Regions from separate parts of the Macaca fascicularis genome. Here region 2 is linked to region 1. Evidence: chromatin contacts called from public Hi-C data. All regions are on one chromosome and are shown on one strand. The core of a region is the stretch at or near the end of the contact, and the rest is flanking DNA. Distances in the headings are between cores, read along the strand shown. Region 1 holds the start of LOC102142224 (glutathione S-transferase theta-2B). Region 2 holds the start of LOC102146680 (sushi domain-containing protein 2).

What was found. A called contact is a pair of places that touch in the nucleus more often than the background predicts.
Region 2: a Hi-C map of liver shows a contact between it and region 1, with 3 times the contacts expected there. The contact joins the promoter of LOC102146680 here to the promoter of LOC102142224 in region 1. A contact is called at or near these places in 2 of 2 Hi-C or Micro-C datasets (liver and skeletal muscle).

The regions. Positions count from the first base shown.
Region 1 is chr10:28,260,283-28,263,696 of T2T-MFA8v1.1, reverse strand. LOC102142224 (glutathione S-transferase theta-2B) reads right to left here and starts at 1,318. Exons shown (of 5, transcript XM_045364386.2): 1 at 1,095-1,318; 2 at 376-463. The coding sequence starts at 1,206. It also overlaps the pseudogene LOC135965472.
Region 2 is chr10:28,470,096-28,473,745 of T2T-MFA8v1.1, reverse strand. It overlaps LOC102146680 (sushi domain-containing protein 2), which reads right to left and starts at 1,262. Exons shown (of 15, transcript XM_045364327.3): 1 at 1,148-1,262. The coding sequence starts at 1,223.

The sequences.
Region 1 (3,414 bases), core at 69-2,568:
GATCCGCCCGTCTCGGCCTCCCAAAGTGCTGGGATTACAGGCTTGAGCCACCGCGCCCGGCCTAGAGGCTCTTTTCAGCTTGCATTTGTTGAACCCACTCTGTGCAACACTGGAAAAATGTTCCCTTGTCTTCTCTTCCAATATCCTTCAGTCTGGGAGCAGAGAGGCCCTGGGGCTCAGATGACACCAAAGATGAGAGGTGCGGGGACATGCTCTGTCAGCCCCTGCTCAACCCAGGCACACCCCAAGCTGTACCTTCTCCCCAGATCCCTCTCCTTTCCTCTTGCTGCCCCATGGGGTATGGGAGGGCCCACAGTGGGGACAGCCAGGGTCACATGTGCTCCGGATGTGGGAGGGGAGAGGGAAGGAGGGCACCTTTCGGTCAAGATGAAATCACCATCCTTGAGCACAGGCACTTTCTGCAGGCTGTTGATCTGGAAGAACTCCTTGCTTCTGTGCTGCCCTGAAGAGTCAGACAAGGTCTTCAGAGTAAAAAAGCTGCACCTCTCCACCCTCCCTCTCCCTCCCCAAGCAGAGCTCCACACCCCTGAGAAACAGCAAGGTCTGGTTCCAGAGGGCTGGATCAACCCCATTCCCTGGGTGGGCCTCCCTGCCCTGCCACATTCTGGGGCAGCTGGGGGGCTTTGGTGGGTGGGGCCAGGTGCAGCAGGTGGATGCAGAGAAGTTTTCTAGCCAGGACTCTGGTGGGCCAGGGGAAGGGAGGCAAACTGGGGTGGCTCATCTCTTCCCATCTCTTAATTCTTACAACAGCACGTCCTTCCCAACGTTTTCCGGGCTTTGTGAATTTAAATGCGTGCATTCCACGCAAGAATTCTGAAAACTCCATTAAGTATTTTCTTTCCACCCCTACAGAACAGAAGGCAACATTATCCTCCTTTTCAGAAAGCAAGCTAAGGTTCAGAGAAGGCTGTGATCCCTCCAAGGTCACTCAATCGACAGCATTCTCTGGTGGCAGACGCTGCAGGAGGAGGTGAGGGGGCTGTGCGGGCGGCGAGACGCTCAGGGCGGAACAGGGCAAGGGGCCTGGGGGTGCACTGGATTTGTGGACACGCGAGGAAACGGGTTGGGCCCACCTTTGATAATATCCACAGTGCGCAGTTCGAAGGGGATGCCATTCTTCTTGGCGAAGATGTAGACGGCGCGGCTGGGCTGGGACAGCAGGTTCAGGTACAGTTCTAGGCCCATGGCGGGGGCTGCAAGGACAGCGGGGATGGCAGTGAAGGCGCTGATGGCGGTGTGGGCAGCGGCTGTGGCAGGCTCAGGGCAGCCGCGGGAAATACGGGCTCAGGCCCCACTCCCTGGGACAGCACCCAATTGGAGCGCAGCACCCCCGGACCCGCCTCGCCCCTTCGGTTTCTGTCCAATCCTGGCCAGCCTTGTTGGAGACCAAGACTCCACCACCAGGTCCGTGTGCCGCTACAGGGAGGGCGGTCGCTACGAACGCACAGATGGGAGGGTGGAGTTGGAGCTGGGGGCCCTCGACTGGGAGGGAGGACGGCAGATGCAGGGGGCCGACTGCAAGGGAAAGAGGAACGAGCTGGACAAGGAGAAGCAAGTCTGCTTTTCGGGATCCCGGTGCCAGGGACCCCGCCTGGTTCCAGGCGTCATCCCGACCCAGAAACGACGGGGCCCCGCCATCCTGGAAAGGCCCCAGCGTACGGATATCTGATGGTTCTTTCAGAGCTTTGTTTCTCGGCGCTGCAAGGCGGCGGAAGGGAGGGAGCGAATGGGATCCTCTAAAAGGGATCTTAGAGTTTCACCCAGCGGCATGTGACACTTGCAGGTGTCCAGACTGGTGGGAACCTTGACTGGAAAGCTGGGGTTAAGGATGAACTTTCTTTCTTTTTTTTTCTTTTTTTTTTTTTTGAGACGGAGTCTCGCTCTGTCGCCCAGGCTGGAGTGCAGTGGCGCGATCTCGGCTCACTGCAAGCTCCGCCTCCCGGGTTCACGCCATTCTCCTGCCTCAGCCTCCCGAGTAGCTGGGACTACAGGCGCCCACAACCGCGCCCGGCTAATTTTTTGTATTTTTAGTAGAGACGGGGTTTCACCGTGGTCTCGATCTCCTGACCTTGTGATCCGCCCGCCTCGGCCTCCCAAAGTGCTGGGATTACAGGGGTGAGCCACCGCGCCCGGCCAAGGATGAACTTTCTACCATCCCCTGCAGAGCAGCTGCTGCCAGACAGCAGAAGCTCCCGCTTCGTGCACAGGACGGGGCTGGGAGCCCGCAGCCGCAGAAGGCAGGAATGACTGCGCAGGAACCTCCTTTCTTCTCCCTGAATCCCAGCCCTGGCATCTCACCATGGGGCACAGTGCTGGTCCAGGGCTGGGTCCGGCACTCTAGCTGAATCTTTCCGAGTATCCCATCCCTCTGGCCAGTGGCCCAAGCGAGTGAACCAGAACGCTTCCTTGGGGGTTTTGAAATTGGAGCTGGAGAGAGGAGCTCCCTATGGGGAGGTAAATGGGAGCTGGGGCCACCTGTAGTGACATTTCCTGAGTTCATGGAGTAGGCAAGTCTCAGAGAGAAAAGCTGACTCAGAGAAAGGAAGTGATAGCCGGGAGGGGTGGCCCACACATGCAATCCCAGCTACTCTCATGGGATCTGTTTGTCTGATGTCTCGGTATAAAAGGACTTTCTAAGCCTCAGAACAGTGGAAGAACTGAACAAAGGAAAAAACTAATACATATACACGGAGATTTTGTGGAAGAAAAAAATGGATCAAACTTAAGCAAAAAACTGGGAAGGATCTTGGTAAAAGATATGTCAGAAGGAAGTAATATTCTTTAAGATATTCTTAGAAATTCATCGGACAGGCGGGGTGTGGTGGTTCACGCCCATAATCCCTGTACTTTGGGAGGCAGAGGTGGGTGGATCACTTGAGGTCAGGAGTTTGAGACCAGCCTGGTTAACATGGTGAAACCCCGTCTCTACTAAAAATACAAAAATTAGCCGGGTGCGGTGGCATACTCGGGAGGCTGAGGCAGGAGAATCACCTGAACCTTGGAGACATAGGTTGCAGTGAGCTGAGATCATACCGCTCCACTCCAGCCGGGCCACTGAGTGAGACTGTCTCAAAACAAACAAATGAACAAACAAAAAGAAGAGAAACTCATCAGACAAAGAGAGGAAAAAAATGAGCAAAGGAAATCAGCAGATGTTTCATTGAAGGACAGAGAGAAATGGTCAATACATGGATGAAAACATGTTTAACTTCAGTAATAATCAAGTAAGCACACATCAACACAACATGCACACTGTTTTTATCAAATGTGTACATGTTTTGGAAATGAGTACTCCCAATTAATATGTACAGAGCACTTCGCAGTGCCCAGCACAGGGGTGGCACCCTGTGTGAGAATGAAATAGGTAGAGTCGCGCCCTGCTGAAAGTAAGGG
Region 2 (3,650 bases), core at 13-2,512, 210 kb before region 1:
CTATACTTCAGCCACCAAGTCCTCTATCCCACAGGTGGGGGTCCTCAGAGGGCCACGGTAGCCGGAGCCCTCGACCTCTCTTGGCTCCCCAGAGTGTCTGTGGACAGTGCACCTTCCGAGGGGCCTGAAGCCTGCAGAACCCCTCTTGCTTGCCTGGATTGGGGTGGGGGGCATGGCTGCCAAGAGTCCCATTCGAGGCCTGGTAGGGAATGGTGCAGGGTCTGAACTTGACCCTTCTCACTCTCCCAGGGACTGCAATTGAGACCCCAAAGAGAACCCCGCCCTCAGGGCAGAAGGCCAGGGCTGCTCCCCTCCTTTTTGGGGAGAGGAGGGACATTTTAAGCAGGGGTCCCAGCAGTGGGGAAAGGGAAGTGGGGGTGCACACCGTGAGGGGCTGTGAGCGCCGGGCCCAAAGCATCTCCTATGGGCCATGAGACCTGCGGCAGGGCCATATTTCCAGGGGTTGGCATAAAGGAAGGGTTGCAGGGAGGGACTGGGGCAGGTACCTGCACCCAAGACGGAATCGTACGTCCCTGGCCCTTCCCCATCCCCCATCAAAAGAGGCCAGTCAAGGGCCAGGCCTAGGCCTGAGCCACCCCGCTGGCCCCACTCCACTAAGTGCAGTGCCTGGCACTTAAGAACAACAATAAATATGTACTGGCCAAGGATGTGGTGGCGCACAGGGGTCGGGGAAGGAGGCCGAGAGATGCTTGCAAGTGAGATAAGTGGCAGGAGGGTGAATGGGAAGTGGGGTGGGGGGTGGCCTGTGGCCAGTGTCCTGGTTCTAGAGTTCGGGGCTTCCCCTAGACTTTCCCGGATTCAGCCCCACCCTGATGAGGACCCACAATCCTGGCTCCCCCTCCGCGATCCCGCCCTGTCAGGACTGGGGACGCAGGCTGAGGCCTCTGCTGGTCTCCCCGGCCTCCCTCCTAGCTCCCAGCGGGTTTAGGGTGGGCCTGGCTCAGATCTCCCATCCCCATGGGCTGCCCCACGACATGGACCCTCAGAATTTCTTCCCACCACCCCTAGCACAGCCACAGATGGCCTGACAGGTGGACAGAGGCTGAGCCCAGAGGGTGGTCTGCCCAGGCCTGGCTGCAGCCAGATGGACAGACAGATGGGGGCACAGGAGGGCAGGGAGGCATACCTGCTGCGGGTCCAGGGCCTGGGCCGGGGGCTGTCGCCAGCAGCAGCAGGGCCCAGGGCAGGAGGGCTGGCTTCATGGTGCAGTCTGTGTCTGCAGCCAGCAGTGCAGTGGCTCTGAGGCAAGGCGGCCAGAGAAGCTCATTCCCAGCCGGCCTGGCCCCGCCCGCCCTGCACTCTGCGGCACCGCCCCGCCCCGCCCCGCCCCTCCTCGCCCCTCCCCGCCGGGTCCCCTCTCAAAGTCCACAGGTGCCTGCGTGGACCAGCAAGGCCCAACCTGCCCCGTTAGCACATTCCTGGCCCGCAGGCATGGGTCGGCCCTGGGACCCTGTGGGAGGGTGAGGAGGCTGGAGCCTCCAGCTGTAGGGCCTTTGGCAGGCGATGAGCCGGATGTCCAGAGGCCAAAGCTCAGACCCCGGGTCCCAGCCCCGCCCTGTGTGCAGGGTGTGCCGGGCGGGGCTGCAGCAGAGGATGGGATGCACAGGGTGGGTAAGGCAGGGCTGTTTAAGCTCCAGGCAGGAGTCTAGCCTCTGTGGCCCTGACATTGACCTCCATCTCTAGCCCTCATCTTCCTGCAGGAAGGAGGTGCTCCCAACTCATCCTCCCGGGATGCGGGAGCTGTTTGGGTCAGACACAGGCTGAGCCCTGGGGCTGAGGCAGCTCTGCAGGGGACCCCTCCGGAGGGAGGAAGGAGGGAGGGGAGAGGAAGTACTCAAGCCCAGCTGGGGGGCCAGAAGGGAGACAGGGCCCATCCCCGGGCTCCAGAGATGCCACCACACTGGGGAGCCTTGACTCTCCCAGCCACACCTAATCCTGCCACTCAGAGTTTGCATAATCTAATCAGTGTTTCCCTCCCCTTCTTGAGCAGATGAGGAAACTGAAGCTCAGATGTGGACAGGCAAGGCCAAGTCAGGCCCTTGGTGGCTTCTGGGAGCCCCTGCAGCCAGGGTGGGCCGTAAGGGCTGTGGCCTGGGATTGGTCACTTGGGCCCTGCCATCTGGGCTGGATGTCCAGACAGGCGGGTGGTCCTCTCCCAGCTGCAGCTTCTCAAGGTGTCCAAAAGGGACTCTTGCCACACTTGCAGGGAGTCAGAGCTGGCCCCAGGGCATGAGCTTAGGCCATCTGGTCTCTGATCTGCCCAGCACTTGGGGCCAGGCCAGTCCATTGTTCCCCGGCCTGTTCTCTCTCTTGCCTGGGTGGTGCCTGCTGGGAACCACAGCGTGTTGGCAGCCACCTGTGGCTCCAGAGGGCTGGCCCTTACTGAAGGTGTTAGAGGCGTGCGCTGGGGGACTTGGCTCCTGAGTCCTCACACACAGCTGTTCCAGGGAAGCCACACCCACATTTGATGTCTTCCCACCTCCCAAAGACATTTGGTGAGAGGCCCTCAAGACCTTCAGCTTCCCAGCGACTGTTTCCAGAGGGGAGAAAGTCCCTTAACCCACAACGGCGCTCAGGGCATCTCTGCAGGTGAGTGTCCTGTGAGTGGACACTCAGGTGCTGAGCCAGGGAGAGCCTGTCTCCTGATCCCAGGCTGGCGAGGGCACTCATCCCGGGCCCAGGGCTGAGGTTTCTCCCTACAGTACTGGGTGCAGGGGAGGGTCCGAGGTGTCCCTGAGGTGAGGATCCAGGGAGGGGTGTTGGGGGTTGGCTGAGACGGTTCCCGGGAACAGGAGGACGAAGAGCTGCTGCTTCCTGTTTCTGGCCTGGGCACCCTTGCTGTGTGTGTCCGGAGATGATGGAAGTGCGGTGGGGGCTAGGTGTGCAGTCTGGGAAGCTCCTTACCCCAGGCCCTGCAGGGAGGGGGCGTCAGCTGAGTAACTGCGGCTGGCCAGCTCATCTCAGCCCTCCGAAGGCGGGTTCAGCCAGAACCATCTAGGGCCGCCAAGCCTCTGGTTCCACAAGGGCGGTGCCCAGCCCTTTACGCCTTCCTTCCTGGGTGGTGGGCATGTCCAGCCCATGAGGGGCACAGGGCAGTGAGGAGGGTCCCCATCTCCATCCTGGACAGAGAGCCTGCTTCGTGGGCGGTCCCAGGGGCCAGGAGGGCCCCTGTGGTGCTGGGAGGGGAAGAGGGTGGTGAAGGGTGGGTTTGGGCCCCTGGAACCTGTACATCCCCAAAACAGATGGGCCTGGAACCTTCAGGGGCGGGGCCAGCTTCAGGGGCTTGTTTAATGCTCTGTGGGGGCTGCTTTAAAATCCTTAATCATAGGCCGGGCGCGGTGGCTCAAGCCTGTAATCCCAGCACTTTGGGAGGCCGAGACGGGCGGATCACGAGGTCAGGAGATCAAGACCACCCTGGCTAACACAGTGAAACCCCGTCTCTACTAAAAATACAAAAACTTAGCCGGGCGAGGTGGCAGGCGCCTGTAGTCCCAGCTACTCGGGAGGCTGAGGCAGGAGAATGGCGTAAACCCGGGAGGCGGAGCTTGCAGTGAGCTGAGATCCAGCCACTGCACTCCAGCCTGGGTGACAGAGCGAGACTCCGTCTCAAAAAAAAAAAAAAAAAAAAA